Linked DNA regions of Pan troglodytes: regions 1, 2 and 3 are each linked to region 4. Evidence: chromatin contacts called from public Hi-C and HiChIP or PLAC-seq data. All regions are on one chromosome and are shown on one strand. The core of a region is the stretch at or near the end of the contact, and the rest is flanking DNA. Distances in the headings are between cores, read along the strand shown.

Region 1 (5,778 bases), core at 2,246-4,745, 270 kb after region 4:
TGAGAAACTATTAGATTACATGGGAAAAACTAATGATAGGTATAATATATTAAAACAAATGAAAACACAAGGCAATGATTAAAGTCAGAGGAAACAAAAAAGTTGTAAAGGAAATGATTATAAAACACACGAGGCCGGCGCGGTGGCTCATGCCTGTAATCACAGCACTTTGGGAGGCCAAGGCAGGTGGATCACGAGGTCAAGAGATTGAGACCATCCTGGCCAACATGGTAAAACCCTGTCTTTACTAAAAATACAAAAATGAGTTGGGCAGGCATGGTGGCACGTGCCTGTAATCCCAGCTACTCGGAGGCTGAGGCAGAATTATCGCTTGAACCCGGGAGGTGGAGGTTGCAGTGAGCTGAGATCACATCACTGCACTCCAGCCTGGCAACAGAGTGAGACTCCATCAAAAACAAAAACAAAAACAAAACAAAAAAAACCCCACATGACTTAGCGGTGAACATTTGCTCGTAGTCAAAATAAGGTCACTACTAAGTACTATATTGACTTAGCCAAAAAGTGTGCTTTCACTATTTTAAGAGGGAAGGGTAAGGTGGAAGAGAGAGAATCATCAATCAAATTTGGAAATCAATAAGCAATGTCTAAAATGTATAAATCAAGAACAAGTATTATGAGCTAAAAAAAAAGTACTAAGAGTGGTAGGGAAATAGGACAAAGAATTGCTGGGGTTTTTTGTTTTGTTTTTCTCACCACTATACCAATAAGGAGGACTGCTGTTTTGTTAAAAAGCTTTTTAAGGGCCAGGCATGGTGGCTCACACCTGTAATCCCAGCACTTTGGGAGGCCGAGGCAGGCGGATCACGAGGTCAGGAGATCGAGACCATCCTGGCTAACACGGTGAAACCCCGTCTCTACTACAAATGTAAAAAATTAGCCAGGCGTGGTGGCAGGCACCTGTAGTCCCAGCTACTCGGGAGGCTGAGGCAGGAGAATGGCATGAACCCGGGAGGCGGAGTTCACAGTGAGCCAAGATCGTGCCACTGCACTCCAGCCTGGGCGACAGAGCAACATTCCATCTCAAAAAAAAAAAAAAAAAAAAAAGCCTGGCATGGTGGCTTGCGCCTGTAGTCCCAGCACTTTGGGAGGCCAAGGCAGGCGGATCACGAGGTCAGATCAAGACCATCCTGGCTAACACAGTGAAACCCCGTCTCTACTAAAAAAAATACAAAAAATTTGGCGGGCGCCTGTGGTCCCAGCTGCTCGGGAGGCTGGCGTGAACTCAAGAGGCGGAGCTTGCAGTGAGCCGAGATTGTGCCACTGCACTCCACCCTGGGCGACAGAGTGAGACTCCATCTCAAAAAAAAAAAGCTGTTTAAATACTGTTTGACTTGCAAACATATTACTTTGATAAAAAATGTAAAGAAGGTGAAGGAAAGGGTATGAAGTGACGATATACATAAGGTGTGTGCAGGGGCTAGCAAGTGGGTTCATTTTCCTGGAGTCAAAAATTTGGCCAGGATATGAGACAAAAGGCTGTAAAAGTAGGTAGAGGTTAGATTATGGGGGGCCTTGAATAGGGATATTTGGGGGCTTTGGGGAATGTGGAAAGGTTTCTGAGTAGAAGAGGTATCTGAAAGATGTTGTTATTCTAGTGTTAATTTGGCAACAGTGTATAAAATGGAGTAGAAGGAGCCCATACTTAAGACCATAGCATCCAAGGCCCTGTGTAATCTGGCGGGTCTATGTTTCCAGCCTCACCTAGGACTGTTCCTTTAGTCATGATGGCCTTCTTATTCCTCAAATGTAACATGTTTATTCCTGCCTTGAGCCTGTATATTGGCTGTGCCCTCTGCCTAGAAGGCTGTCACCCCAGATCTTCTCATAGCCACTTCTAGGTCATTGCTATTTCTAGGTCTTTTTTTCTGGAAGAAGTTTTCTCTAACCAATCAGAAACCTCTTTCTCGTTTTGTTTTGGTTGTTTTGTTTTTGTTTTTGTTTGAGGTGGAGTCTTGCTCTGTCGCCCAGGCTGGAGTGCAGTGGTGGGATCTCGGCTCACTGCAAGCTCCACCTCCCAGGTTCAAGCGATTCTCCTGCCTCAGCCTCCCTAGTAGCTGGGACTACAGGCATGCGCCACCATGTCCAGCTAATTTTTGTATTTTTACTAGGGACGGAGGTTTCACCATTTTGGCCAGGCTGGTCTCGAACTCCTAACCTCAGGTGATCCACCTGCCTCAGCCTCCCAAAATGCTGGAATTACAGGCATGAGCCATTGCGCCTGGCTTCCCCTGTCACTATCCCATCACTTTGTTTTACCTTCTTCATAGCAGTGGTCACTCTGAAGTTATGTATTTACAAGCCTATGTGCTTCCCTCCAGCTGAGGGAAGGTCCTGAGAGCAGCCTTGTCTGTCTCGCTATCGCTATATCTCATGCGATATGCCTTCTACACAGTAGGCCTTCAGTATTTATTAAATGAATTAAAAGTTAAGGGGTGAGGAGATCTGTGAGGAACCGGCTATACCTAGTTCTGGAGTTCTGGTTTGAGACTTACTGTCTTAGGCGTGCATGCATCCACTTATCTTTTTTTGGGGGGGGGGGGGCGAGGGGGGATGGAGTTTCACTTTTGTTGCCCAGGCTGGAGTGCAAAGGCACGATCTCGACTCACCGATCTCGGCTCACCGCAACCTCCGCCGCCCGTGTTCAAGCGATTCTTCTGCCTCAGCCTCCCGAGTAGCTGAGATTACATGCATGCGCCACCACGCCCGGCTAATTTTTTTTGTATTTTTAGTAGAGACAGGGTTTCTCCATGTTGGTCAGGCTGGTCTTGAACTCTCGACCTCGGGCGATCCGCCCGCCTTGGCCTCCCAAAGTGCTGGGATTAGAAGCGTGAGCCACCGCGCCCGGGCCCCACTTATTCTGCATTCAACCCATTTATTAAACCACTACCTTGCAACTGGACGCTAAGGTTATTGGGAGGAATCAGAACTGGATGCTGTCCTTCTCTCGAGATCAGTTTAGTAGACTCAATGACAGCAGTTGTGCTTCTCAAGAAACACTGAAGGGCCATGTTGAGGTCACTCTCCTCCAGGGATCCAGAGTCAGACCCACCCTCTTTCCCCAGACCATTTCTGGGGACCAAAGCAATCCCTGCATTCCACTCTTCCTGGACTGCAGAGGAGTCGCCGATCCCACTTGGGTCCGGAGTCAGGGCCTTCAGGGGTCCGGGAACGCCGCCATCCCGGTGAATCTCCCCTTCCGTTTCTAGGGACCCGGGACCGGAGCGCCGCGGCCCGGCCAGTGGGCGGGAAACCCAGCCATCTGCCGCGACGCCGGCGCCTCTCCGCGGCGGCCGGGGGCGGGGCGCGCCGGGGCGGGGCCGCGCCGGGCCGGAGGAGGGGAGCGGGCCCGGACGAAGCCCTGGGCCGGGAGGGCCGCGGCCACCGGAAGAGTCGCGGTCGCCAGTCCAGTCGGGAGAGTGGGGAGCGGAAGCGGCGGCCGCGGCGGCGGCGGGCGGCGCTGGGACCCGGTAGCGGCCGGAGAACAAGGGAGCTGGCGCCGCCAGCAGCCGCCGAGCTGGGTTGAGCCGCTGGGCCGCGCCGCGCGCCGCCGCCGTCTGGGAGGCTCGGCCCGGCCGCCCGAGCAGGCCGCGCGCGGGCCGCCGGGCCCGAAGCCGGAGCCATGGGCGAGACCAAGATCATCTACCACTTGGATGGGCAGGAGACGCCGTACCTTGTGAAGCTGCCCCTGCCCGCCGAGCGCGTCACCTTGGCGGACTTTAAGGGCGTTTTGCAGCGACCCAGCTATAAGTTCTTCTTCAAGTCTATGGACGACGATTTCGGGTGAGGATGGCCCCCGCCCCGCCTCCGGGAGCCCCGGCCGCTCTGGCTTCTAAGGGACGACGCGGTCCGTTTCGACTTGCCTCGCTACACCGGCTCCTAGCCCCGCTCTGACTTCTAGGGGCGACTCGGCCCATTTGGGCCCCTTTGGTTCCAGCCCCAGTAGCAACTCCCGTTTACCTCTGAAGAGGGGACGTTGGCCTCCCTTGTTTAAGGGGACGTCCAATTCCCCACTAGCAATCAGAGTTCCTGCCGGTGCGGTCCCCTTACCTCTTCAGAGACCAGTGGCCCACAGAGACAGACACACCCCCCCTCCACCTAGTTTCAGAGCCCGAGTCCCCCATCCTCCTCCTGCCGAGGAGCCAGAGCCACCTTTTTCCGCACAGACTTGGGTCGTGTGGCCCTCGTTCTTCGCCCCCTTCATCTTTTCAGCAGCACAGCTCCCAGCCATATTTGGAGTATGCTGCATCTGAGGGCTCTGCTGGGACTTTGAGCTGGGGGAGGGGTGTCGGGGGTGCTCGGGCGCCTGGCCGCGAGCGGGGTCTGCAGATCTGATGTTTATCTAGCTGCCTGCCCTCTCCTTTGTGGGCTGTTGTGGGTGTTGTCACCGGAACAGAGAGCCTGACCCCTGCGGAGTAGTCCTCACTGACCCAGGTGCTGATCTTTCCTCCAATTCGGGCTTTTTTCCTCCAGTTGGTGGCCAGTGGGGAGACGTTGGGAAGGGCCTGGGGCCTGGGTGGGATAGCCAGGAAGAGTTTCTTGGTGTTCTCTATCTTCCCCTCCCTGGTGGGGTCTTCCCTTCCACCCAGCTGCAGAGATCTGGACAGGCACAGTTTGGAAGCAGTCACTTTCCCTTTAAGAGGGGATGGAATGTTGGAGCCGGAAGGTTCTGAAGCAGCTGGCCTGGGAAGAGGGGGGCCTGGCTGATCCCCTCGAACCCCCCCCAACTCCCAGGAGACTGGGGGAGGGGGAGGCGCCCACACTTGCCTGCCGCCTCACTAACTGGGCGCTGGGCCTGGAGGCGGTGGGGAAGGCCCCTTCAGGCCTGAAGGCTGCCTCTCCAGCCCTAGCCTGAGGCCTGCACTGTTCTTTGGAGCTGAGGCCCCACAGCCAAGAGAAGACATTCTTCTCCCCAGCGTTCATCTGTCTGGCTTCTCTCCCAAGCCCCTGGCCCACCTAGCACTAGGAAGCAAGCACCTTCTGTCTAATGCCTGGCATGTTTTGCTGTCACCTTCTGCCCTGGAACTCAGGGTTGGATGAGCCCCTGAAATCATGTGTGTGAGAGTGCTTTGTACAGTGGGCAGTGCTTTGTAGATTCTAACTATTCTTGTTTCTGTTGTTGTTCCTGCCCTGGGGTGGGGTGCTCCTGTGTGATAATGATTGTCTGCCTTCAGCCCAGAGACAGACACCTCTAATTGGAAGATTCTGAGGAGGGATGGATCTAGAAGGGGTCTGGGTGAGGGGGTGGATACTTTGGCCTGGCAAGAGAAGAATAGGGTTAGAAGGGATCAAGCTACTGCCTCCACATAAGGAATGGGGGAAGATGAGCCAGAGTCCAGTGCCCTGGGGCCACCTCAGATCCAGACGCCTTGAGGGACGAAGATAGGCTGTCTCTCCACCCTGTACTTATCTCCAGACCCACTGGACCTGGCCCCTGCCTCCTAAGCCTGGACAACTCTGGGCTGCTCTCCCAATCCCAAGGCCTAACTGCAGTTTTAAGAGGGCCCCCATTACATCCAGTCACTGTTACTTAATATTTTTCTTTAAATCCATTGTCAGTCCACTTACTGTTTTTCTTAGCTTGAACCAAGCAATAATATGAAACCATAGGTCTGACTTTTCTGTTTATATTTCTTTCTAAAATATGTTTAACATAAATATTTAATGATTGAACTAAGCAATGTTAATCTGTGTGCCACCTGAAGCCATCTTGCAAACATCGGTGGTACTTGAACCAAAATCAGATTTGGACCATTTTAG
Region 2 (5,664 bases), core at 1,699-4,198, 390 kb after region 4:
TAGTAGCTTTCATTATGCAATCATGCACCACATAACAACCTTTATGTCAATGATGGACTGCATGTATAATAACAGTGGTTTCACAAGATTATAATGCTGTAAGCCAGGCTCAGTGGCTCACGTCTGTAATCCCAGCACTTTGGGAGGCCAAGGTGAGTGGATCACTTGAGGTCAGGCATTGAAGACCAGCCCGGCCAACATGGTGAAATCCCGTCTCTACTAAAAATACAGAAATTAGCTAGGTGTGGTGGTGCGTGCCTGTAGTCCCAGCTACTCGGGAGGCTGAGGCAGGAGAATCACTTGAACCCAGGAGGCGGAGGTTGCAGTGAGCCAAAATCGTGCCACTGCACTCCAGCTTGGCGACAGAGCGAGACTCCGTCTCAAAACAAACAAACAAACAAACAAACAAAAAAACCACATTGCCCATTATGTGTCATGCACTGTCCCATATACTTTACAAGTACTATTTCATTTAATTCTCACAACTAGCCTTTGAAGTAGGTATTAGTCTTTTTTTTTTTTTTTTTTTTTTTTGAGACAGGGTTTTGCTCTTGTTGCCCAGGCTGGAGTGCAGTGGCACGATCTCGGCTCAATGCAACCTCCACCTCCTGGGTTCAAGCAATTCTCCTGTCTCAGCCTCCCGAGTAGCTGGGATTACAGGCGTGTGCCACCACACCCAGCTAATTTTTTGTGTTTTTAGTAGAGACAGGGTTTTATCATGTTGGCCTGGCTGGTCTTGACCTCCTGACCTCAGGTGATCCACCCACCTCGACCTCCCAAAGTGCTGGGATTACAGGCATGAGCCACCGTGTGTGGCCTGAAGTAGGTATTCTCATTTCCATTTTACAAATGAGGAAACAGAGTCTGGATCCAGAATCTTTTATCCTTACTGTACTGTACTGTCTCCTGTTTGAGAACCATGCAATTTTGGGGTGCAAAATGCCAACAAAAGCAAATGCAACACTTCTCAGCCTGCTTCATTTATCATCTACTCTTTCTCAGCCGCAAGAACATTCTGCATTAGATCCACTGCAGCAAGTTGTCTGAGAACTGAGGTCAGCGTCAATAAATGGATTATGGGCCAGGCATGGTGACTTACGCCTGTAATCCCAGCACACTGGGATGCCGAGGTGGGAGAATTGCTTAAGGCCTGGAGTTCAAGACCAGCCTGGGCAAGATGGTGAGACCCCGTTTCTATAAAAAATTTTTAAAAATTAGCCAGGCACAGTGGCACGTGTCTATAGTCCCAGCTACTAGGGAGGCTCAGGTGGGAGAATTGCTTGAGCCTAGGAATTTGAGGCTGCAGTGAGTTATGACCATGCCACTGCACTCCAGCCTGAGCAACAAAGTGAGACACCCTTCTCTTATTTTATTTATTTTTTTTTTGAGACGAAGTTTTGCTCTTTGTTGCCCAGGCTGGAGTGCAGTGGCATGATCTCAGCTCATTGCAACCTCCACCCCCCTGGGTTCAAGCGATTCTCGTCTCAGCCTCCCAAGTAGCTGGGATTACAGGCGCCCGCCACCATGCCTGGCTAATTTTTGTATTTTTGGTAGAGATGGGGTTTCACCATGTTGGCCAGGCTGGTCTCGAACTCCTGACCTCGTGATCCACTCGCCTCGGCCTCCCAAAGTGCTGGAATTACAGGCGTGAGCCACTGCACCCGGCTGACACCCTTCTTGAGAGAAAGATGAAAGAAAGAAAGAAAGAAAGAAAGAGAAAGAAAGAAAGAAAAGAAAAGAAAGAAAGGAAAGAAAAGAGAGAGAGAAAGAAAGAAAGAGAGAGAAAGAGAAAGAAATGGATTATGTGTTTGCTACCCATTCAAGCCTTCTCAGGTCAAATTCTTGTACTTTCTCAGTGGGGGTGGAGGATGGGGAGAGGAAGATGAAGCGCACTCTCTTTTCCATTTTTTTTTTTTTTGAATTGTAAAATACTAGGCACTTTTCAGTGCAGCAGACTGCAATAACACCAGGCCTGATTAAGGAATGACAATATGGAAGGCAGATGGCAGATGCATGGGTGCCACACTATTGCTTTTCAGTTAAATATTGCTTGGTGTTAGTTTTTTTTCTCCTTGTAAATCTCCCAAATAAAACGGTTTGCTTTCCCCAAGTTAGAAGTGTTAGCACGTCTTTTCTTTAAATATCTGTGCATGGCTGTTTTTTTCCCTGCCAATTTGTCACCATCTGTAACCCTCCCTTTATGAGACGATCTGATGACAGCAGTTATCTTGGAGAGTAGAAGTGTGGTCTTGAAGCGCCATGGAAGAGTAGAGTCAGTGTAGGCTGTGTGTGTGTGGAGTGTATGCTCCCCCTGCACTTGGTGTGTGTACATACAGAAACACAGTGTGCGTGTGTGTTGGCTCTGGGTGTGTTGTGCGTGTGTACACTGTGTGTGAGTATGCAGTGTGTGTACATTCTGTGGGCATCTCGTGTGTGTGTGGACTGTGTGCTGGGCGTCGTGCCTGCCCGTGTCCTTGGCGCCTTGGCGTCCATGCGCTCTCTGCACATAGGTAGGTACCACAGCTAGGTACCACGTGCACACCCTGAATGTGAGTGAACTGCCTGTGTGCTCTGTATTTGCCGGCTGAAGAGGGGCTGTGTGGACTACTGGGGGAAGACGTTCCTCAGGAGGGCATAATTTCTCTGAAGTGCTTAAAGGGGATGGAGACAGCCTGAAATTTGGGGGAAGTAGGCCAAGGAGTATTAGCAACATCTGGGCCTGGTTGAATTTCATTACTTTTCCTAGGAAAGTAAATTATGGGTGGCTTGAAGGAGGGTGCTGCTGAGATGGGGGGCGGACCATGAAGCGTGGAGGGGTCTCCGGTGTTGCTGGAGGGCAGCTGGAGCCTGCGGAGAGCCTCGGCGCGCTCCTCCCTCTCCCCCACCCTCCCCCCACCCCGGGCGGGGCTCCGCGTGGGGTGGTGGACTCGGGCGGGGGCGGGGGGGCGGCCGCGGCCGAGCCGGGGTGCTGCACGGCGGCCGTGATGGCTGGTGACGGCGGGGCCGGGCAGGGGACCAGGGCCGCGGCCCGGGAGCGGGCCAGCTGCCGGGAGCCCTGAATCACCGCCTGGCCCGACTCCACCATGAACGTCGCGCTGCAGGAGCTGGGAGCTGGCAGCAACGTGAGTGGGGGCCCCGGGCTCCACGGGAGGGGACTGGGTGGAGGGGGACGAGGCAGAGGGGTCGGCCGCGGAGGGGCAGGCGGTGCCCGGCTCGCGGAGGTAGGGCTGCCTCCCGGGCCTGGTGGAGCGGTGATAGAGAGACCCCAGGCCCGAGAGCAGGGTAGGTGGGAAGGGAAGGGCCCTCTTAGCAGCGGGGAGGGGTCCGCGAGGCAGGGAGCACTGGGGCAGGGTCTTGGGCAAATAGCCCTCTCTGCCTGACCTCGGTTGGCAACCCCGACTGTCTGGCAGATGGTGGAGTACAAACGGGCCACGCTTCGGGATGAAGACGCACCCGAGACCCCCGTAGAGGGCGGGGCCTCCCCGGACGCCATGGAGGTGGGCAAGGGGGCTTCCCCTTTCTCACCAGGCCCCAGCCCTGGCATGACGCCTGGCACACCCAGGAGCTCTGGGCTGTTCTGGAGGGTCACCTGCCCCCACCTCCGCTCCATCTCTGGCCTCTGCTCTAGGACTATGGTGAGGCGATGCTAAGCCATGACGTTGCACAAAACAGACTCAGGGCTCAACTCACCAGCTGGCCTCATTGCCCCCGGGCCCAAAGTTAACCCTGTGGCTCTGAAAACTGCCTGTGGCTTCACCCTCTGGTAATCTTGGATCCCTGCCCTGCATCTCAGTCACTCTCTGTCCCCCTGTGTTCCCCAGGTGGGATTCCAGAAGGGGACAAGACAGCTGTTAGGCTCACGCACGCAGCTGGAGCTGGTCTTAGCAGGTGTCTCTCTACTGCTGGCTGCACTGCTTCTGGGCTGCCTTGTGGCCCTAGGGGTCCAGTACCACAGAGGTAGGTGGGCCCACACTCTTCATCGGTATTCATAACTAGGGGTTCTGGAGGCCTAAGGGCCTCTAAGATTTTCACCTGTGGGAACCAAGCCTTCCCTGCAGAAAAGCCCCCGGCTTTGCTTTCTCTTCCCAACCTTCCTGCTGTCATGGCCCTTGCAAAGAGTTTGCCTCTTCCAGACAGACAGACTGACAGTCTCCTACCCTCCGGCCGTGTTCCCTACCACAGACCCATCCCACAGCACCTGCCTTACAGAGGCCTGCATTCGAGTGGCTGGAAAAATCCTGGAGTCCCTGGACCGAGGGGTGAGCCCCTGTGAGGACTTTTACCAGTTCTCCTGTGGGGGCTGGATTCGGAGGAACCCCCTGCCCGATGGGCGTTCTCGCTGGAACACCTTCAACAGCCTCTGGGACCAAAACCAGGCCATACTGAAGCACCTGCTTGGTGAGTGGGGCTGTTAGGGAGGCCTTGGGCCACCTATGTGCCTTGTGCCCAGCACAGGGCCTGGCACTTAGCAAATAGTGTCCATGAATGAGGAAGTGGATGGTTCTGTGAACACTCCAGAGGGTGGGGAGGCAGAGAGCAGGGGACTATTGAGAAGTGCGGATGGGTTTGATGGGGGCAGAACTCTGGATATAATGGAGGGCCGCTTCTCTGCACTCTGTTTGGAGCACTGTCGTGGTGTGGTAGACACCAGGGAGCCTGTACTGCTTAGATATCCTTGGGTCTCCATGGACAGGGAGAGGAAGCCACGGCTTGCTGTTTCAGACACTCTTCCTGGGTCTGCGTTAGCAGGACTGCTCATTGACAAGGCAAGGAGAGAAACCGAGCAAGGGCCAGGGACTCCCCCTCAGCAGTTAACGTAATTCCCACCTGGATCCTGTGTTCTGCCCCACAGAAAACACCACCTTCAACTCCAGCAGTGAAGCTGAGCGGAAGACACAGCGCTTCTACCTATCTTGCCTACAGGTGGAGCGCATTGAGGAGCTGGGAGCCCAGCCACTGAGAGACCTCATTGACAAGGTAGGGCCACTGAGCCAGTTGAGGGCAGGGGAGCAGGAGGGGCCTTGAGAGAGGAGATGGCCCAGGAACGCTTTGGGAGTTCCTGCACTAATCATTCCACTTATGGTCTCTACATAGATTGGTGGTTGGAACATTACGGGGCCCTGGGACCAGGACAACTTTATGGAGGTGTTGAAGGCAGTAGCAGGGACCTACAGGGCCACCCCATTCTTCACCGTCTACATCAGTGCCGACTCTAAGAGTTCCAACAGCAATGTTATCCAGGTGATGAGCTGGGAAAGGGTGGGGAGAGACTTAGGGACACTTTGCTGAGCCCAGACTTCCCTCTCCTGTGACAGGCAGGCTGGGCTGACCCCCCGGCCCCACCCCTACCCCTGCTCGGGAATTCAGGTTCTCATGGTGGGGAAAGCGAGGGGCTCACCTCCTTTCCTTGACATTGCAGGTGGACCAGTCTGGGCTCTTTCTGCCCTCTCGGGATTACTACTTAAACAGAACTGCCAATGAGAAAGTAAGGAACATCTTCCGAATCCCCATCCCTACCCCTTGCTGAGCTGGGCTGATCCCTGTTGACTTTTCCCTTTGCCAAGGGTCAGAGCAGGGAAGGTGAGCCTATCCTGTCACCTAGTGAACAAACTGCCCCTCCTTTCTTTCTTCTTTTCTTCCTCCCTCCCTCCCTCCCTCCCTTTC
Region 3 (5,299 bases), core at 435-2,934, 420 kb after region 4:
GTCATGCCTAGAATCCAAGCACTGAGTGGAAAAGAGCAACAGGTATTTAAAATGGATTCAGACCTTCACTTCCGTATCTACACAAACATTTACCCAACATTCACTCTGTGCTATGTTGTACTAGGTGTCTTTTTCTTCAATGTGTCAGAACCCATAAAATAAGATTCCTAGAAGACTCCTGAGTGTTCCCACTAGGTGAAGGGGAGGAGTTACTTCCTTTTTTCTCACCTTACACACACACACACACACACACACACACACACAGCTGAAGAAGAAACTCTGGGGTTTGCCTAAAACAGTCAAGGGCTTTGAAGACTGAAAGACTGAGCTTTAAATTTTGATTCCGCCGGGCGCGGTGGCTCACGCTTGTAATCCCAGAACTTTGGGAGGCCGAGGCGGGCGGATCACCTGAGGTCGGGAGTTGGAGACCAGCCTGACCAACATGGAGAAACCCCGTCTCTACTAAAAATACAAAAATTAGCCGGGCGTGGTGGCACATGTGTAATTCCAGCTACTCGGGAGGCTGAGGCAGGAGAATCACTTGCACCCGGGAGGCGAAGGTTGTGGGGAGCCGAGATTGCGCCATTGCACTCCAGCCTGGGCAACAGGAGAGAAACACTATCTCAAAACAAATAAATAAAATAAAAAATAAATCCTCATTTTACTACTTGATATGATCTTCTCTGTAAAATGGACCTAACCCTACCAATCTCAAAAGATTGTAAGAAGTGCATGGAATCACTCGAAAGCGGTCCTGACATAAGCGCGTCAGTCACACGCCTCTAAGGCTTCACAGGGAAAGACGAGAAGATAGAGGACGAAGACCTTGTCTTGTTCTGCTTTTAGCTCCAGAACTTGGCGGGGAGCACAGGGCTTTATTGATCGATGTCAACTCCACCTGGCTCCCCAAAGTATTTAAAATGGTAGCCACGGGAATAGCAGAGTACTCTCTTTCAACTGGGGAGGAATATCAAATGAGGTTAATAGGCCGGGCGCGGTGGTTCACACCTGTAATTACAGCTCTTTGGGAGGCTGAGGCGGGCAGATCACTTGAGGTCAGGAGTTCGAGACCAGCCTGGCCAACATAGTGAAACCCCCCGTCTCTACTAAAAAATACAAAAATTAGCTGGGCGTGGTGGCGGGTGCCTGTAATCCCAGCTACTCGGGAGGCTGAGGCACGAGAATCACTTGAACCTGGTAGGCGGAGGTTGCAGTGAGCCGAGATCGCGCCACTGCACTCCAGCCTGGGCGAGAGAGCGAGCCTCCTTCTCAAAAGCAACAACAACAACAAAACCAAATGAGGTTAATATTCCACAGCGGTGTGGGGCTAGACACAGTTACACAGACTTTATACAGGCGGCAATCAAGCGTCCCGGACTTCAAGAAATCTAGTTTGTCTGTCGCGCCACGCAGTCAACTGGAGTGTCACTGTGGGTTCTATTTACACCGTTATGAGAAAAACCTGTGGCCGAGGAAAACTCGGTAACTCCGGTCGCAGACCGCCCATCTACAGCAGTGAGCGCACCCAAACCCCACACGGCCAAGTCCCGCGGGTTTCAGGAAACTCCGAAGAGGTCGGGGGCCAGGGGCGCCTATGGCGCGGGGGAGGCTGGGAATTGTAGTCTCCGCCTGCCTCCGGGGGCGGGGTCCGAGGGCGGGGCTCTCAGGCCGTGGGGGTGGGTGGGTCGCCGAGCGCCCCGGCTCGCCCCGGCGTTTCCGGTCGCAGGCGGGCTCTGGAGGAGGAGGGGCGCCGCGACCGACGCGCGCGAGGCGGTCTGGGAAAAAGGGCGGTGCGAGCGGGTGCGCGCGCAGCGGGCCGGCAGTGGCGGCGGAGATGGAGGAGGGAGGCCGGGACAAGGCGCCGGTGCAGCCCCAGCAGTCTCCAGCGGCGGCCCCCGGCGGCACGGACGAGAAGCCGAGCGGCAAGGAGCGGCGGGATGCCGGGGACAAGGACAAAGAACAGGAGCTGGTGAGGCGCGACCCCGAGAGTCGGCGAAGGAGGCCGCGGGGCTGAGTCACGGCGGCTCCGCAGGCCTCAGGCCCGACACCCAACTACCCCACCGCGCCAGGGAGAGGGCGATTGGGGCGACCCTCGGGACTCCCGGCACCTTGCCTCTCTGCTCCTCATTCTCCGTTCCGCGCTGTCACCTCCGCCGTCCCCACCAACCCTCACCACCGCCGCGTGAGGTGGACTCGGGCAGGTCATTGTCACCTCCGTTTCCTAGAGTGGCATTCAAGTAGAGCCTGATTCAGAACCCAGGCTGATTTCTCACCAGGGCTTCCCATTCCCACTCGGTTTCCTTGTCCACCTGGCGCCTCCTAAGGAGGCAGGCTTATTCTTCACCTGCCCCGGGTAAGTGGGAGGGGACGTCTTTGGGATTCCTTCTCTTCATGAGCTGCTTCTCCCAACCCTCCAGTCTGAAGAGGATAAACAGCTTCAGGATGAACTGGAGATGCTCGTGGAACGACTAGGGGTGAGTCACGATGTTAACATGATTCGGTGCATGTTTGGATCTTTCCCACTTGTTTTATTCTTTTTTGAGGCAACTGCTATGTGCGGTGGACTGTATTTTAGGGTCAGTGTTATGATGATGTTGGGAGGCAGGAGAGTTAGTTACAAAGGGTATTTGTACAGTTTTGCAGCTTTCTCTTGTGGGAGAAGCAGAGTTCTTACCTCTTAACTTGGGTCATTTGTTTTTGTGCCAGGCAGGGTGCAGGGAGTTGAGGAATCACAGCTGAATGAATAAGACACAGCATTTCCTTGGAGGAGTTGTTAAGTTAAATATCTCTGTATTATGACTTGAAGGGGTGTGACTCCTTTTTGTCTGAGCCCTGTCGTCTCTTGATCAGGAGAAGGACACATCCCTGTATCGACCAGCGCTGGAGGAATTGCGAAGGCAGATTCGTTCTTCTACAACTTCCATGACTTCAGTGCCCAAGCCTCTCAAATTTCTGCGTCCACACTATGGCAAACTGAAGGAAATCTATGAGAACATGGCCCCTGGGGAGAATAAGGTAAAACTGTTTCAAACCTGGTGGAGGCCTAGTTTAGGAATTCCTTTTTACCCAGATCATGGGGGGGCTCATTGTGAGTCACAGGAAGCCTGATAGACCTAAGCCGTGATCTATTTGAGCAGAGTTCATCACAGTCAAAATATCCGCAAAAGAGCTGAAAGGAAGGTCAGCTTCTCAGAAGACACTGTTTCTGTCATGTGTATTGGACTTTGGGGTTTCATTAGCATGGTCTACTTTTAACGTATGTTTAACCTTGATTTTTCTCTTTTCTTCTATCCCATATACATTCATTTATCTCTAAAATATGTTCCACATTCAGTCACTTCTCTGCCTGCTGGTACAACCCTAATCCTGGAAATGTTCAGTTTTTGCATGGGTTATTGCAGCACCTCTTAACTGATGTTGTTGCTTTTGTGCTTTGTTCCTACACAGTCTGCCTCTCATGTAGCAGCTATCGTGATCTTTCTCCGTTATGGGTCTTTTCTGCTTAAAACCTTTTAATAGTTTATAATTGCAATTAAAGTAAAATTAAGAGCCTCCATTTTTTTCCACTTTATCCCTTGTTTATCACCCTTCAGCTGTGTGAGTTTAAAAGGAAGATAGTGGCTGGGTGTGGTGGCTCACACCTGTAACCCTAGCACTTTGGGAGGCCGAGGGGTGGATCACCTGAGGTCAGGAGTTTTAGACCAGCCTGGCCAACATGGTGAAACCCCGTCTCTACTAAAAATTAAAAAAAAAAAAAAAATTAGCTGGGTGTGGTGGTGGGCGCCTGTAATCCCAGCTACTTAGGAAGCTGAGGCAGGAGAATCGCTTGAACCCCGGAGGCAGAGGTTGCAGTGAACCGAGAGCACACCATTGCACTCCAGCCTGGGCAGCAAGAGCGAAACTGAGTCTCAAAAAAAAAAAAGGAGATAGCAACAACACCAACCTTGGTTTTTGTGAGGTTTAGCTTCGATAACATGTTAAATTTCTAGTACAGAGATTGGTATGTAGTTAGTTCAATTTTGGAGACAATGATCTTGATTCCACAATGCATGCTCCCTTTATGCTGGACTGCTGGGTTTGACTTCAAAGAACTCTTTTCTTTGTAGCGTTTTGCTGCTGACATCATCTCCGTTTTGGCCATGACCATGAGTGGGGAGCGTGAGTGCCTCAAGTATCGGCTAGTGGGCTCCCAGGAGGAATTGGCATCATGGGGTCATGAGTATGTCAGGTAAGATCTTTCTTCTTGGGAATCTGAAGGGGGCTCTGAGGCTCTGAGATAATTCAGAATTCTCTTGTGGGGTACAATCTGTCTTGGAGCATCAGTGTATTGAATTTCCCAGACGCTGGATTCCTTGACCCACAGAGAAGTGCTTCCCCTGAAGCTGTGCTCTCTTAATCGTCTGGGACTATCTGTAGGCATCTGGCAGGAGAAGTGGCTAAGGAGTGGCAGGAGCTGGATGACGCAGAGAAGGTCCAGCGGGAGCCTCTGCTCACTCTGGTGAAGGAAATCGTCCCCTATAACATGGCCCACAATGCAGAGCATGAGGCTTGCGACCTGCTTATGGAAATTGAGCAGGTGGACATGCTGGAGAAGGACATTGATGAAAATGCATATGCAAAGGTCTGCCTTTATCTCACCAGGTGAGTGAACATGGTAGGGAAGGGTGGCAGGCATGCCCTCCTCAGCACCTCTCTCTCAATTGCGCCTCCTCTATTTTCCCAGAGCATTTGCTCAAGCATAGCATCACGCTGTAGTTAATCTTTTGATGTGTGTGAGTTTCTTGAGGACAGAGACTTTGTGTCTTCTTAGTAGTTCTAACATCTAGCACAGTGCCTGGTGTATATAGTAGATATTTATTATTTATTTTGGGTAAGTGAATTCAATGGGGAAAATGAGTGCCTGGGACTTTCTGAATTCTTTGTTACTTTTACTTTTGTAGTTGTGTGAATTACGTGCCTGAGCCTGAGAACTCAGCCCTACTGCGTTGTGCCCTGGGTGTGTTCCGGAAGTTTAGCCGCTTCCCTGAAGCTCTGAGATTGGCATTGATGCTCAATGACATGGAGTTGGTAGAAGACATCTTCACCTCCTGCAAGGATGTGTATGTAGGGAAGAAGCTGGCAAAGAGATAAGCTTATGAATAGGACACTCGCATAAAGAGCTGGGACTTGTAGTTTCTGGTTAGGGCTTGAGGGGTTTTCCTGTGCCCTTAGTGGACAGTGATGAGCAGATGTACGGGCTCTCTCCACAGGGTAGTACAGAAACAGATGGCATTCATGCTAGGCCGGCATGGGGTGTTCC
Region 4 (5,962 bases), core at 2,200-4,699:
TTGTATGAACAAATTAAGTAGAAATGGCCTAATGTTCAAATGGAGACAAAATGTGTCTAAGCACACACAATTGATTAGATTCATTCCACTTAAAACAAAATAGAGCCCGAGGCATGGTAGTGTGTACCTGTAGTCCTTGCTACCAGGCAGGCTGACGGGGGGGATCCCTTGAACCCAGGAGTTTGAGGCTGCAGTGAGCTATGATAGTGCCACTGCACTTCAACCTAGGTGACAGAACAACTCGCCTCTAAAAAATACAAAAGATACTGGGCGGGAGGATGGATTCTACATAAACTCTGGCATAACAAAATTATTTTCTTGACCCCATCTTGAGTTAATAGATGGTCAGTTAATAGATGGTCAGTTAAAACAAAATATAATATATACGATTGACTAATATGTCAAGTATCTTACTTAAAGATATTTTGAGGCTAGGCATGGTGACTCAAGCCTGTAATCCCAACACTGGGAGGCAGAGGCAGGCAGATCACTTGAGACCAGGAGTTCGAGACCAGCCTGGCCAACACAGCAAAACCCCGTCTCTACAAAAAACACAAAACTTAGCTAGGCATCATGGTGGTGCATGCCTGTAATCCCAGCTACTCGGGAGGCTGAGGCAGGAGAATCGCTTGAACCCGGGAGGCGGAAGTTGCAGTGAGCTGAGATCGTGCCACTGCACTCCAGCCTGGGAAACAGAGCAAGACAATGTCTCTAAAAAAAAAAAAAATATATATATATATATATATATATACACACACACACACACACACATATATATACACATATATACACACACATATATATACACACACATATACACACATATATACACACATATACATATATGCACATATATACACACATACACACACTAATATACACACATATATACACATATATACACACACATATATACATATATACACACATACATATATATGCACATATATATACACACACATATATATAGAGAGAGAGAGAGACAGAAAGAGAGAGACTATCATCTCAATATAAACTTTCCATACAAATGGCAAGTTTTTTAAAAATATAAAATGTTAAGTGTTACAATTCAACTATTTTCTTCCCTTGGATAGTTTCATACAACTGGCAAATTAAACAGGTTTCCACTTTCAAGCCTCAAACCTTGGTAACAGTAAAGTCTACGAGGAGCCCAAATAAGATTTTTTTTTCCCTTTTGTGTAAAAGGCCAGATAGAAGATATTTCGGTCTTTGTGGACTACTGAAATCTGTCACATATTACTATTTTTGTTTTACAATCCTTTAAAAATGTAAACCATTCTTGGCTGGTGGGCCGCCTTGGGCCTGCAGTAGTTTTCAGACCCTAGTATCACCACCTAGAGTGCTTGTAAAATGCAAATTCCTGGTCCCACTTCGGGCCTATTATTAATACATCAAATGACAAGGATTGGGTCATTCTTCTGCACGCTAATTTCAAAGCCATAAGAAGTCAACATACAGCTAATAAAGGTTATATATAAGGTAAACTGGTACTATTAACTTTAAGAACTTATTTCCAGAGGCAAATGCTCTATTTCAGGCCTACATTCTCATGTATATTTTTTATGCAACCACGAAAATGTCATTTTCAAACTTTCTATACAAATGGCAAGCTTTTCAGACATTAAATACTAATCTTCAACATTTCATGTGTTTCTGGTTCACTGTTTCAAATGGTCTTTATACTCAATTTTTACTAGAGGCTCATTAGTTTTCTTTTGCTTCCCCTTCCTAAAACCAATACGGTGATGTGTACATAAATCTTAAATGTTTAACACACTTCCTGTTGCTTCCTAATACACGTACAGTATTTATTTATTTTACATGGAGTCTCACTCTGTTGCTCAAGCTGGAGTGCAATGGCACGATCTCGGCTCACTGCAACCTCCGCCTCCCAGGTTCAAGCCATTCTCCTGCTTCAGCCTCCCGAGTAGCTGGGATTACAGGCGCCCGCCACCATGTCCCCGCTAATTTCTTATATTTTTAGTAGAGACGGGGTTTTGCAATGTTGGCCAGGCTGGTCTTGAACTCCTGACTTCAGGTGATCCACCTGCCTCAGCCTCCCAAAGTGCTAGGATTACAGGCGTGTGAGCCACCACGCCCGGCCAGTATTAATCTTTTCTTCCCCCCTTAAACCATGCAATCTCAAATGGGATTACCACCTCCATCTGTCCTCTTCCACTTCCCCAGGAGTTTAAGATTAGTGCCTGACAGATCTATGTTAGTGTATGAAGATACAATGTATGTAAAGTTTTCACAAGTCCCTGATAAAATTCACCTGGAATGCTTGTCGGACATACAGGTTCTTCCACTCCACCCACCCCTCTCCTGATTGTGATTTGGGAGGACTGGGGTGAGGCCTGGGACATAAAATCCATACAAACTCTTCAGGTGATCCTTGAGATTAGGCAATGGCTCCGCCACATTACAGCCTCGATTATTTACCACTGACTATCCCACGTGTTGATAAACAATGTTTCTTATCAGCAATCAGGTGGATTCGAGGCACCCATCTAACCAAGTCAGAAATTGGAAAGAATGAAGTTTTGAACAAAAGAGGAGGAAAATTTTCAAAGCCAAATGCACATCAGATTCTTAAACAGGTGAGGAATTTCTCTCTCAAATTAGAAATGAATTACTGTGATGCAAAAATCAGCAATACTGATCAACCACACGCTTCACACTTCTACTCGGAAGGTTCGGCAGTTTTCTTTCCAAATCAACCGGAAACGAAATCTTCCACTGTCTCAATTCAACAATAAGCCTCTCCTACGACTTCGCCAGACACAAAGTGATACCTTCCATCAGACCCCGTCCTCCCTTAGATCACAAGCTAAAGAAGGCGACTGGTTGTAATGGAACACAACCTTTATAATTAGATGGAAAAAGAATAAAAACCGCCATTCTGCCAGCTGTACTAACTGCTTCACTTCAGAAACTGGCTCAACAGTTTCCACTCGCGATTATGAAGTGTGGCACGCAATGAACCTTCAGCTTAGTTCCCCTTCCAGTCACGTCCTTCCCAATGGGAAAGGAGAAAGCGCAGGCTCGCGAGGGGCTGGGCTGGGCAAGGGGAGCGAGAAGCGAGGACTGGACGGAGGCGAGAGAGGAGAGAGAAGGGGCAGGTAAGGTGAAGGGGGTGAGCTAGGGCCAGCACAAGAGGCCCAGACGGCCTCCGCCCCTGAGGATACACGGCCAGAGCTCAGGGACCAAGAGGCGAGAAGACCAGAGCGCGGCGGCTATTACCTGCGTCCGAGGAGCTGCGGCGGGGTTAGGACCGCAGTGAGCTCCTCGCAGCTGCGGCCGCCCACCGACGCACCCCACGCCCGGCCGCAGCCCCAGCCTCTCTGCGCCCAGCCTCGCCACGCCATCTTCCCAACCTCTGCCCCACCATGGCCCGACCTTACCAACCCCAGCTGCGCAACTACTTCCGGGGCGAAGGCAACACCATAGAGCACGAGGAGCAGTCTAGAGCGCCCCCACGCGGCTGAGCGGCAGCCGAACCAGCCACGGTGCCCGGAAGACTGGCTGGCGCCCTTCTGTCCCACCGCTTCCCCTCCCACTGCTCAGCTGGCTCCGGGAGCCACCTGCGAGAGTGGCCCGGCCTCCCCGCATTTGCAGATGAGGAGGATGGGGCCAGAGCGAAGAGGGACAACTGACATTTTTTCGAGTAACGGCACATACCAGGCGCTTTGCCTAAGATCGCATTTAATCGTCACAGCACTGCTAGAGGTAGATGTCATCACTGTTTCACTTTGCCTCTGGTCAGAGGGGATAGGACTTGCCCGGAGTTGCAGGGCTGGTCCCTAGAGGAACCAACGTGGCAAGCCAAGTTTTCTTAAATTACTACTTTTTTCTGCATCTCACCACTTCGTGTTATTCTGTATGCCTTTAACAAAGTCCAAGCCTATCGGGCGGGGTGGCTCACCCCTTTAGTCCCAGCACTTTGGGAGGCCGAGGCCGGCGGATCACCTGAGGTCAGGAGTTCGATACCAGCCCGGCCAACATGGTGAAACCCCGTCTCTACTAAAAATACAAAAATTAGCCAGGCATGGTGGCAGGGGCCTGTAATCCCAGCTACTCAGTTGGCTGAGGCAGGAGAATTGCTTGAACCTGGGAGGCGGAGGTTGCAGTGAGCCGAGATTGCACCACTGCACTCCAGCCTAGGTGACAGAGCGAGATCCGTCTCAAAAAAATTACAAATACATATACAAAAATTAGCTGGCTGTGGTGGCGCAAACCTGTAATCCCAGCTACTCGAGAGGCTGAGGTGGGAGAATCACTTGAACTCGGGAGGTTGCAGTGAGCCGATATCGTGCCAGCCTGGGCAACAGAGTGAGACCCTTTCTCATAAATAAATAAGTAAATAAACACAAAATCCAAGCCTGAAATGAAAAGCGGGCTTTCACTTTTTCATAATCCATCCCTCAACTACCTGTCAGTTAGCTTGATTCCCTGCCATTCCATTCCCCCCGACCCTAGCTGCAGCCATACAGTCATTGGCCATTACTCAAAGGCACCATCCACGTTCCCACTGCTGAGCATTCATGCTACCGTTCTCACCACTGGAAACACCTAACCGACTTGTCCTTCAGGTCAGCCTCAAGTGTCACCTCTTCCAGGAGGCCTTTCCCAGACCTCCACTCCAATTTAGATTCCCTTCCTTTGTACTCACATACCACTTTATGCTTATCTCTGCAATAGCACTTCATTCATTCCATAAGCTCTTATTAAGCACCTACAGTGTGTCAGGTGATGTGTTAAACCTGGGGATACAATTGAGAAGACGCTATATCTGACCTCACAAAGATTCTATTGTATTGGGGGAGAAGGCTCTGTAGGAGTCTAGAGAGGGAGGGATATAGCCCAATTGAAGGAAGGGGCATAGGAGGCTCAGGGAGAAGGCTTCCCAGAGAAACTGATAGAGGTCACCAAGAGAAGAGGATTGAAGTGTTCCTCAGAAAGAATAGCATTTGTGATGTCTCCCAGCGCACGACTTGTTTGAAAAACTAAAATAAATTCACGCCTTTTCCACACAACCCAGAGAGGGGCCCATACGGCATTGTTCTAGATTCTCTGTGGGCGGCAAGCCATCCACGTGCCGAGGCAAGAGACCAAGGGCACGAGCTGTTCCAGTATAATAAAATATATAAAACAACAAGAGTTATACTAGATCTAGATCATAGACATGATTATATATGAATATCATTAATCATCAGTTTGTAGCAATTACTCTTTATTCCAATATTATAATAATCCTCGCTCTATAATCATAACCTAGGAAAAACCGGGCCATACAGAGGCAGGAGCTGAGGGGACATAGTGAGGAGTGACCAAAAGACAAGAGTGTGAGCCTTCTGTTATGCCCAGACAGGGCCACCAGAGGGCTCCTTGGTCTAGCGGTAATGCCAGCGTCTGGGAAGATGCCCCTTGCCAAGCGGACTGTGGTCTAGCGGTAGCGTGTCAAGGAAAAACACCTGCTACTTAGTAGTCCCCGGGGGAGTTTAGAGAAGACTCTACTCCTCCACCTCTTGTGGAGGGCCTGACATTAGTCAGGCTTTCCCGCAGTTATCCGGAGGCCTAACCGTCTCCCTGTGATGCTGTGCTTCAGTGGTCACGCTCCTAGTCTGCCTTCGTGTTCCATCCTGTACACCTGGCTCTGCCTTCTAGATAGCAGTAGCAAATTAGTGAAAGTACTAAAAGTCTCTCATAATGGTGTAAGTTGTTTCTCTCTTTGTCTCCTGTCTCTCTCTGCCTCGGCTGCCAGGCAGGGAAGGGCCCCCGTCCAGTGGACACGTGACCCACGTGGCCTTACCTATCATTGGAGATGGCTCACTCTCCTTATCCTGCCCCTTTGTCTTGTATCCAATAAATAGCAGTGCAGCCTGGCATTTGGGGCCACTACCGGTCTCCGTGTCTTGGTGGTAGTGGTCCCCCGGGCCCA

The links. A called contact is a pair of places that touch in the nucleus more often than the background predicts. HiChIP or PLAC-seq counts read pairs in DNA pulled down with a chosen protein or histone mark.
Region 1: a contact with region 4 is called in an H3K4me3 HiChIP or PLAC-seq map of stem cell-derived excitatory neurons, with 2.8 times the contacts expected there. The contact joins the promoter of DVL3 here to the promoter of PARL in region 4. A contact is called at or near these places in 1 of 7 Hi-C or Micro-C datasets (induced pluripotent stem cells) and 1 of 1 datasets of contacts at active chromatin or transcription factors (stem cell-derived excitatory neurons).
Region 2: a contact with region 4 is called in a Hi-C map of induced pluripotent stem cells, with 4 times the contacts expected there. The contact joins the promoter of ECE2 here to the promoter of PARL in region 4. A contact is called at or near these places in 4 of 7 Hi-C or Micro-C datasets (blood, induced pluripotent stem cells and stem cell-derived neural progenitor cells) and 1 of 1 datasets of contacts at active chromatin or transcription factors (stem cell-derived excitatory neurons).
Region 3: a contact with region 4 is called in an H3K4me3 HiChIP or PLAC-seq map of stem cell-derived excitatory neurons, with 2.2 times the contacts expected there. The contact joins the promoter of PSMD2 here to the promoter of PARL in region 4. A contact is called at or near these places in 1 of 7 Hi-C or Micro-C datasets (stem cell-derived neural progenitor cells) and 1 of 1 datasets of contacts at active chromatin or transcription factors (stem cell-derived excitatory neurons).

The regions. Positions count from the first base shown.
Region 1 is chr2:187,335,258-187,341,035 of NHGRI_mPanTro3-v2.0_pri, forward strand. It overlaps DVL3 (dishevelled segment polarity protein 3), which reads left to right and starts at 3,496. Exons shown (of 16, transcript XM_009446941.5): 1 at 3,496-3,801. The coding sequence starts at 3,641.
Region 2 is chr2:187,455,841-187,461,504 of NHGRI_mPanTro3-v2.0_pri, forward strand. ECE2 (endothelin converting enzyme 2) reads left to right here and starts at 2,949. Exons shown (of 19, transcript NM_001427954.1): 1 at 2,949-3,122; 2 at 3,411-3,497; 3 at 3,822-3,957; 4 at 4,183-4,398; 5 at 4,853-4,977; 6 at 5,095-5,241; 7 at 5,420-5,485. The coding sequence starts at 3,084.
Region 3 is chr2:187,483,071-187,488,369 of NHGRI_mPanTro3-v2.0_pri, forward strand. PSMD2 (proteasome 26S subunit ubiquitin receptor, non-ATPase 2) reads left to right here and starts at 1,685. Exons shown (of 21, transcript XM_001147451.7): 1 at 1,685-1,969; 2 at 2,418-2,474; 3 at 2,851-3,015; 4 at 4,107-4,228; 5 at 4,417-4,641; 6 at 4,941-5,099; 7 at 5,250-5,299. The coding sequence starts at 1,835.
Region 4 is chr2:187,063,016-187,068,977 of NHGRI_mPanTro3-v2.0_pri, forward strand. PARL (presenilin associated rhomboid like) reads right to left here and starts at 3,450. Exons shown (of 10, transcript XM_016942377.2): 1 at 3,265-3,450. The coding sequence starts at 3,389.